Regions from separate parts of the Gossypium hirsutum genome. Here region 1 is linked to region 2. The links are chromatin contacts, called in public Hi-C maps. All regions are on one chromosome and are shown on one strand. Each heading gives the region's core, a stretch centred on a gene start, on an enhancer-like site or on the middle of the called end of the contact. The rest is flanking DNA. Distances are from core to core; before and after follow the strand shown. Region 1 has its middle 12 kb from the start of LOC121215179. Region 2 holds the start of LOC107910300 (dolichyl-diphosphooligosaccharide--protein glycosyltransferase subunit 1A).

Region 1 (3,851 bases), core at 140-2,639, 350 kb before region 2:
ATATCCTTGATGGTTGGAGTTTAACCCTAATGAGACTTCTAGTATAAGCCCCTAGTCTAGTCTATAAATTGCTTGTAAACCATCAAAGATGATTGCAAATTTTCAAAAAAAATAGACTAGAAGATAGATACTAAATTGTGAGTTATATCTGTTTTCCTAGTGTTAAGTTATTTATTAATCAATAATGGCCAAAGGTAGGTAAGTCTTTCTTATTTAAATGGATTATCAAGTTGATGCAAAGAAATTTTGGGACTCCGGCATGCTATAATCAATCCTTTGACTCTTTCATATTTGCATATTAAGAAGGTTTTAGTTTTATGTTTTGTGTTCCTTGAGAATAAGTAGAAATGTAAGTGTGGGTGTAATAACTTCTCGAAAAAGAGTTACCATAAGTTTATTCTTAATAATTTTCATACTTGTTCTCAAGTATTTTTATGCATTTTAGGATTATTTTCTCCAACATTTCATTCTGTGTTTAGTTCATGCTTTGTATGTTTTCAGTGCTATTTTAAGTTAGTTTTAGTGTTTAAGCATTTTTGCTTAAGAATAAAGTAGTATGCTTTATCGAATTGAAGGTAGAAAAGCGAAGGAAAAGTCAAAGAACGATATGATACAATACTAACGCACGAATACAAAGGAGAAGCATCTTGATTCTTGGCAGAAGGAAGCGCACTACAACACCACTTGGTACCGTAGTGCTGGAAGTAGGGGTGTGCAAAATTCGGGTAACACTGAAAAAATTTAGTTAACAGACCGAATTCGATTAATCGATCGGTTAATTAATTTTTTCGGTCAGGGTCGGTTAAGGATTTTTTGCTTTTTCGATTAACGGTTAAATCGATTTGAAATTGGTCAGTTAATCGAATTTTTTTGGTTTAACCGAATTTTACAGGGTAAATACCATGGGCCTTAAATTAAACCCAGCCCAATTTATTTTCTCTGCTCCAAGTACAACTTGGACTTGGACTGTCCAAGAACCGAACCTTTTCTAGTTTTCTTAATATTCAACAGGTAAGTAACAGCATTACAGCAACAGCTGACTTTCAATCTTTCTTAGTTTCATTCACTTAACAGTAACACAAATCGGATTCTCAATCTCAATCTCAGTCAAATCAGGAAAACCTACCAGTTCCAACACACCAATACCCAGACGGCCAGACCCAGGTTTTCTTTCTTCTCCCTTTCATTTTTTTCCAATTTCTTCAATAGGTCTTTATTGTATTTCTGGCAGATATATTTTAGGGTTTTGTTTTGTTTTATTTACTATTTAGTTCGTCTACCTTTTTCTGATTTACTTTTAACGTTTCTGCTTTTCTCATCTGATTCAATCGCAACACTTGAAACACTCAACTTGAGCTCTTTGAACAGCACTCTTTAAGCACTCACCACAATCTGAATCCCCCACTCTCTTTCACATTGCCCCAAAAGATAAATAGATTAGTAATTTGTGGTGTAAAAACCATGGTTGCTAACCACCCCACTTTCCAACACTAAAAAGACAGTGTCCCTCCTCTCTTCAAACCCAGTCCCGGCAACATTTGTAGCACCACAAGTTTTGAACAACATCTCAAAAGTTTAAAATCCCCTCGATTATGTTTACCAAGTGAAAATGCTTGTTTACCAAGTGAATATCATTTGTGTTTTGTCTAAATTTGGGGGATACAATTATTTAATTTCTTTTTTATTCTTGGAATTAAATGAAGAGAAGATTTAAAATTAATAAGCTTAAGGTTTTTTTGTTTTTTGAAAGGATAAACTCAAGCTTGAAATGGTCTAAATTGTGTACTTCCTAGCATCCTACGAGTTGGAAAATAGGGATCATATATTTTCCCAAACTCAAATGTCATTGCATTCCTGCATATGTTGATCGGTACTAATTTATTTTAATCGATGCCAATAAATTCTTCCATGTTTGTTAATAAGAAAGTAATAAAGAGATTGAAAAACTAAATTAATTAATGGAGAATTGATAAAATTATATATGGAATATTTTTTATACATGTTTAGGCTACATGGAAATTCACAAAGAGTTTACGTTTATATCAAAAAGAAATGAAAGTGCCTAAATTGAAATGATAAGACTGAGTTTTATTTTACGCGATTAAACCCTTTTCATCGAATTGAACCTTCAAACGATTAAATTTTCACACGAAATTTTTACACATATAACTTAACATATAATAGACACTAAAAATAATATTAAAATATTTTTTTGACTCGAATTTGTAGTCCCGAAATCATTATGTCCGATTAGGATCTAAATTGGGCTATTACAATCATTGATTTATCCTTTATGCTTGTTGTTGGCGAAGCAAACTGTTTAGCTGATACCTTGGCTAAAGCAGGCATGGAAAGATCATCTTTATATTTAGCTTCCTGGTAATTTGTAGTTGATCTTGCTCAAAACGAAGGGATTTGTTGGAGGTGGATTTTTCTGGATTGTCTCATTACTATGTTTTTGTCCCTCTTTATAAAATGCAAGGATTTTCTCACCCTGTACTGTATTGTTTTACTTTCTTAATAATAATAAAACAAATATGTATGTTGTTGCTACATAAATAGGCTATTATAAATTATATTTCACTATAAAAACATACTTAATAACACACCATCACCTAAAAATGGTTTTTTTTGTGTGTGATAATTTTTAGATCTTATATAAATTTTTAATTTTAAAGTGATGAAATGACACAATCTCAAAATGTCCTATAATCACACCTTAATGGAATCTGGGCTGATTTAGGGAATTAATGTGAGCACAAAAAGAATTACTGAATTGAGGGATTAAATGTTAATTTATCTCTCAATTCTTTTGTTTTTTCCGTCGTCATCTTTTACATCTATAGTGGTCATATGTTTCTTCTTTTTATACATATGTGATAGATTTATAAGTTAATTACATTAATATAATCACTTAATCTTATTTTAATTTTTTATACTATGTTTGTTATATCAGTTTTAATTAACGAAATATTTCTGCTCATGTTGGTAGGTTCTTTTATAATAAATATTTTTTTTAATAGTAGAGGAAATATTTTTTTATATTTGTAAATTAATATAATGTGTATTTATAAAGATTCACTGGTTGACTTAGGATCCAAGTTCAATCGGCTAGAAAAATATTTAAAATATAATTATTTTTTACATTAATTTATAATTGATATATTTAAATAATTATATAATTAAAAGAAAATGATTTATAATTAGTTTTTTCAACCTCAAAGCTCTTTATTCTCTCTATTCCAATTTCAACCTTTGTCTCTCCGAATTGATGACTCGATATTATTTTAATTTATTATATACTTTTTTTCTTACAGAATGTCAACCGAACCAACATCTATTGAGGGTAGTGTTACACCTCCTACTTCGATAGATTCTGAAAATTTGGGAGTTGGAACTTCTAGCCAAACAAAGGTGACTACCGAGAAAAGAAAAGCCACTCCTCAAAGGTCAGAAGTTTGGTCTCACTTCACTAAGATTATTAATAGTGAGGGTGCAAGTAAGGCTAAATGTAATTATTGTCAAAAGAAATTTTGTTATGATATGAAAAAAATGGTACAGGGTCATTGAAATATCATATTGGTTCATGTAAGAAAAATCCTAGTAATGTTGTTGAAAATACTCAAGGACAACTAGTTTTACCTAGAAAGGGAGTTGAAGGGAGGAGGGGAGAATAGAATTTTTCAACTTGGTGATTTGATCAAGAAGCATGTAAGAAAGGATTAGCACAAATGACTGTGATTGATGAATTATCTTTCAAGTTTTTTGAAAGTGAAGGTTTTAAAAAAATTATGTTTGTGGCATGTCCTAGGTTTCATATTCTTTCATGAACTACTATGACTAGGGATGTT
Region 2 (3,766 bases), core at 158-2,657:
TCATTAAATGTCCAATTTTCAATCCCGCTATACAAAGTTGGGTAAACTACACTAGTAATCATTAACTATTAGTAATTTTTTTACCATTCAACTATGAAAAATTATAAAATGATCACTCAACTATTTGATTTTTCCTTTTTTAGTCACTAGTTGTTAGATGGCTAATGGAAATATGACATGACATCTTTTAAAATTGGCATGGTAACAAGTTCAACCCTAAATGTTTCTATATTCTATCAATTTAATCTTAATTCTTTAAAAAATAGGTCTTAATGTTTACACATTACCTAAATTTATCCTGTTTTACATGAAAATATAATTCAATACATGATGAGAAAATTAAAATATATTTTTTAAATTCTTATTAAATTAGATAATTCTCAAATACATTGATTTCGTTATACTTTAAATGGTTGAGAACTTGATATCTCTCGATGACAATTAATTCACTTTTTTTGTTTGTTTGAGTTGGTTGCCATTGATGAAGCAAATCGAAGGTTTTTTTTTCTTTAAGTTGTTAGACTTCAAATTAGGTTGAATTAATGAAATGGGTACTTTTTATTTTCAATGAATTGAATTGGCTAGTTTACAAATTTTAGGTAACTTTGTTTCTTGTTGTTGTTCTTCATTTTTCCATTGAGTTAAATGTAGGGGCAATGCCACAAAGGGATGAAGTGAGAACACTCTAAATGCTCATATTTACTAGTGAAATTCATCGCTTGATGTCAGTTTTGGCTATCGATAATGCAAGTTTACTCATGGTTATGTAAACCTTTCAATTTATCCACTCACTAGACTCAATTAAGTTTATTGCAACTTCAACTTTTGGAAGTTGATGATTCAAAAGCACTTTTATTTTCTTTTATATAGTGGGTTAATTGAACGAGTAGCAAGACTCTCTATGTTCGTTGGAGACATTAAAGCTAATGATGACAATAACAAGAGCAACTCAGTTGAATTGACTTCAAATGAATCAAGTACGGATTTTATGAAATTTGTGAAGAGGGAACTGACTATGATTGAGTCATCTCAACTACTAGTATTCAATCTAACGATAGAGAATTAGAGTATCAAAATTAAAGAATGAGAAAAAGTAAAAATGATGATATTAGGTTTTTTTGTATTTCTATTTTTAGTATACTTTTGATCAAATTTAGTTAATATTTTTTTAGTTTTTCAAGTGAGAAAGTCACAAAAATGCAAAAATATTAAATTACATAATATGTAAATATTGATGATTATATTTTTTAAAATAAATTCTAAATTAACATAACGTATAAATGTCTAAAAATTAAAATTATTACTATGTCAGTTTTAAAAGCAGATACGTTATTTTTCCATTAATCTTTAATTGATGGGTGATAAAAAATATATAATGACTATTTTATTATTTCTCATTTGAAAAAAAAGGAAACTAGTAATTGAGGGAATAGCAATGTAATTTAGCCTACAAGGTAACAATAGATTACCAAAAGAGCCCTCCGTTCACTACAGGAACCAGAAACAAAAGGAGTCAACTAGGGGTCAAGTGCAGTAGAGATTCAGTTTCCCGACAATGGAGAGTTTCGGGTTTTGTTTCCTTATGCTTACAATCGCAATTTTGGCATCACCCGCACTTTCCGATCTGGTCCTTTCCAAAGTCGATCGACGCGTAAGTTTTTATCCTTCTCTATTCAAATTTCCCAGCTTTCTAGGGTTTAATATTATTGATAGTATTCCTTGCGAGTTCATTTCTCTGATTGGTTCACGGCTGCTTCTGAAGATTTTATCCATCTGAAACATCATCTCTTGGGTTGATCTGAACTGCTACAATAGTTGTATCTGTAAAGTTTTTATGTTAAAAGCGTCCCTATGTGTTGCAGATATATTTGACATCACATATTGTTCGGATTTCTTCAACTATGAAGGTGCTTCAGTAACACTCACTTTTCTTTTCATTCTCAAATTGCTAATGCTTTCAACTCTATTATCTCTTTTCGGCTTTATTCTTTAATGTGCTGTTATATTGTCCTTTAGGTGGAGAATGCAGGTTCCGAAAAGGAGTCCAAGGTTTTGCTGGCTTTTCCTGAGCAACAAGCCAAAAATATGGCATATTTGATTGCTACTCCACATGAAGGGAAAGGGAAAGGAAAAAACCCTGTTGTTGTTCTCCCTGTTGAGGCTGCCAACCCAAAAGACATGCCTGCTGCTTTGACATTCTATTCAGTATCTTTGCCTAAGGGATTAGCTGAGGGTGATAGCTTCACTTTTGATGTCTTGGCCGTATTTACCCATGCCTTGCGACCTATTCCTGAGCAAATCACTCAGGCTGATATTCAGCTTGTACTATACCAGGATAGTGCACACTATCTATCTCCTTATGCTGTGAAGGTTCAGTCTCTAAGTGTTAAATTGCCTGATTCTAGAATTGAATCCTATACAAAACTGGAGAACACAAAGATTCATGGTTCAGAAATCAAATATGGTCCTTATGAGAATATTCCTTCATTCTCGTACTCACCCATAGCAGTTCATTTTGAAAGCAATTTACCCTTTGCTGTTGCTCATGAATTGGTGAGAGAGATAGAAATTTCCCATTGGGGTAATGTGCAAGTCACTGAGCATTACAAGCTCATACATGGTGGTGCCCAGAGCAAGGGTGAATTTTCCAGGTTACTTCATATCTTTACCTTTTTATGGATTATGGTGAGCACCGTGCCGGGTTGGAAGTTTGTTTCTGAATTATTACTTTGACACTACAGGCTTGATTTCCAGGCCAGACCCAACGTTCGTGGTGCATCGGCCTTTAGGTATCTTGTTGCAAACTTGCCACCAAGGGCACATTCTGTTTATTACAGGGATGAAATTGGCAATATATCAACATCTCATCTGAGGGGTGACTCCAAAAAGGTTATATTGCTGAGTAGGATTTAAGAGCATCTATCATTTGGTAGTTTATTCTTATTGAAGTACCATTTGTCTTTGTAGACGGAACTATTGATTGAACCTAGGTACCCGATGTTTGGTGGCTGGAGAACTGCGTTTACCATTGGATATGGCTTGCCGCTTCTGGACTTTTTGTTTGAGTCAGACGGGAAGCGCTTTCTTAATATCACTTTTAGTAGCCCAATGGTTGAGTTGGTTATTGATGCACTCATTGTGAAGGTTTGTATCACTTCCTTCCCGAGCTTGCCTAAAACTTGTATAAGTACATATTTCAACTCTTACTAAATAGACATAGTTACACTACTTATTTGTCATGATTAAAACATGTCACCAAGTAATAAAATGGGCACTAATGCTGCTGTCTTATTATGAGCTTAGGATTAAGATATGTACTTGTGTGGTATAATTGCAGTCTGGTGAATGATAAGAGTGTTGTTTTCTTAGCATCCTCTTATTGATCTGGTACTTCGGTTGCAGGTTGTTTTGCCTGAGGGTTCTACTGACATATCTGTAGCAGCTCCATTTCCTGTGGAGCAGTGGCAAGAGGTATTAGCAGGCTTATTATTTCTCTTCTATTGGAACTTATGTTGTATAACATAGGGTCATATTTGTGTTGAACTTTGAGTCTGAAGGCTTTGGTTTTTTATATCTAATGTGTTTATGGTTGTATGCAGACCAAGATCTCCCACTTGGATATTGATGGTAGACCAGTAGTTGTGCTAAAAAAAACTAATGTTGTGCCTGAGCACAATCAATTTTTTCAGGTATTCTTCTTTCTCAATTTTCAGTCTGAATATGCACACTGCTTCTAGCATACTAGTGTAATGCCACCGTTCTGCTA

The links. Hi-C and Micro-C count contacts between places; a contact is called where the count stands out from the background.
Region 1: a Hi-C map of fibers shows a contact between it and region 2, with 2.1 times the contacts expected there. The contact joins the enhancer-like site here to the promoter of LOC107910300 in region 2. A contact is called at or near these places in 4 of 34 Hi-C or Micro-C datasets (fibers, leaf and petal).

Annotation. Positions count from the first base shown.
Region 1 is chrD02:25,036,244-25,040,094 of Gossypium_hirsutum_v2.1, reverse strand. No RefSeq gene overlaps it. Among protein-coding and RNA genes, the nearest start is that of LOC121215179, 12 kb to the left of the region's middle. Within about 2 kb of position 1,389, at least 6 of the 9 cell types and tissues checked have an H3K27ac peak or open chromatin away from gene starts, as enhancers often do. A contact at or near this core is called in fibers and leaf, where this site is marked.
Region 2 is chrD02:24,682,178-24,685,943 of Gossypium_hirsutum_v2.1, reverse strand. LOC107910300 (dolichyl-diphosphooligosaccharide--protein glycosyltransferase subunit 1A) reads left to right here and starts at 1,407. Exons shown (of 10, transcript XM_016838110.2): 1 at 1,407-1,651; 2 at 1,863-1,907; 3 at 2,017-2,651; 4 at 2,742-2,889; 5 at 2,968-3,144; 6 at 3,403-3,471; 7 at 3,600-3,689. The coding sequence starts at 1,556.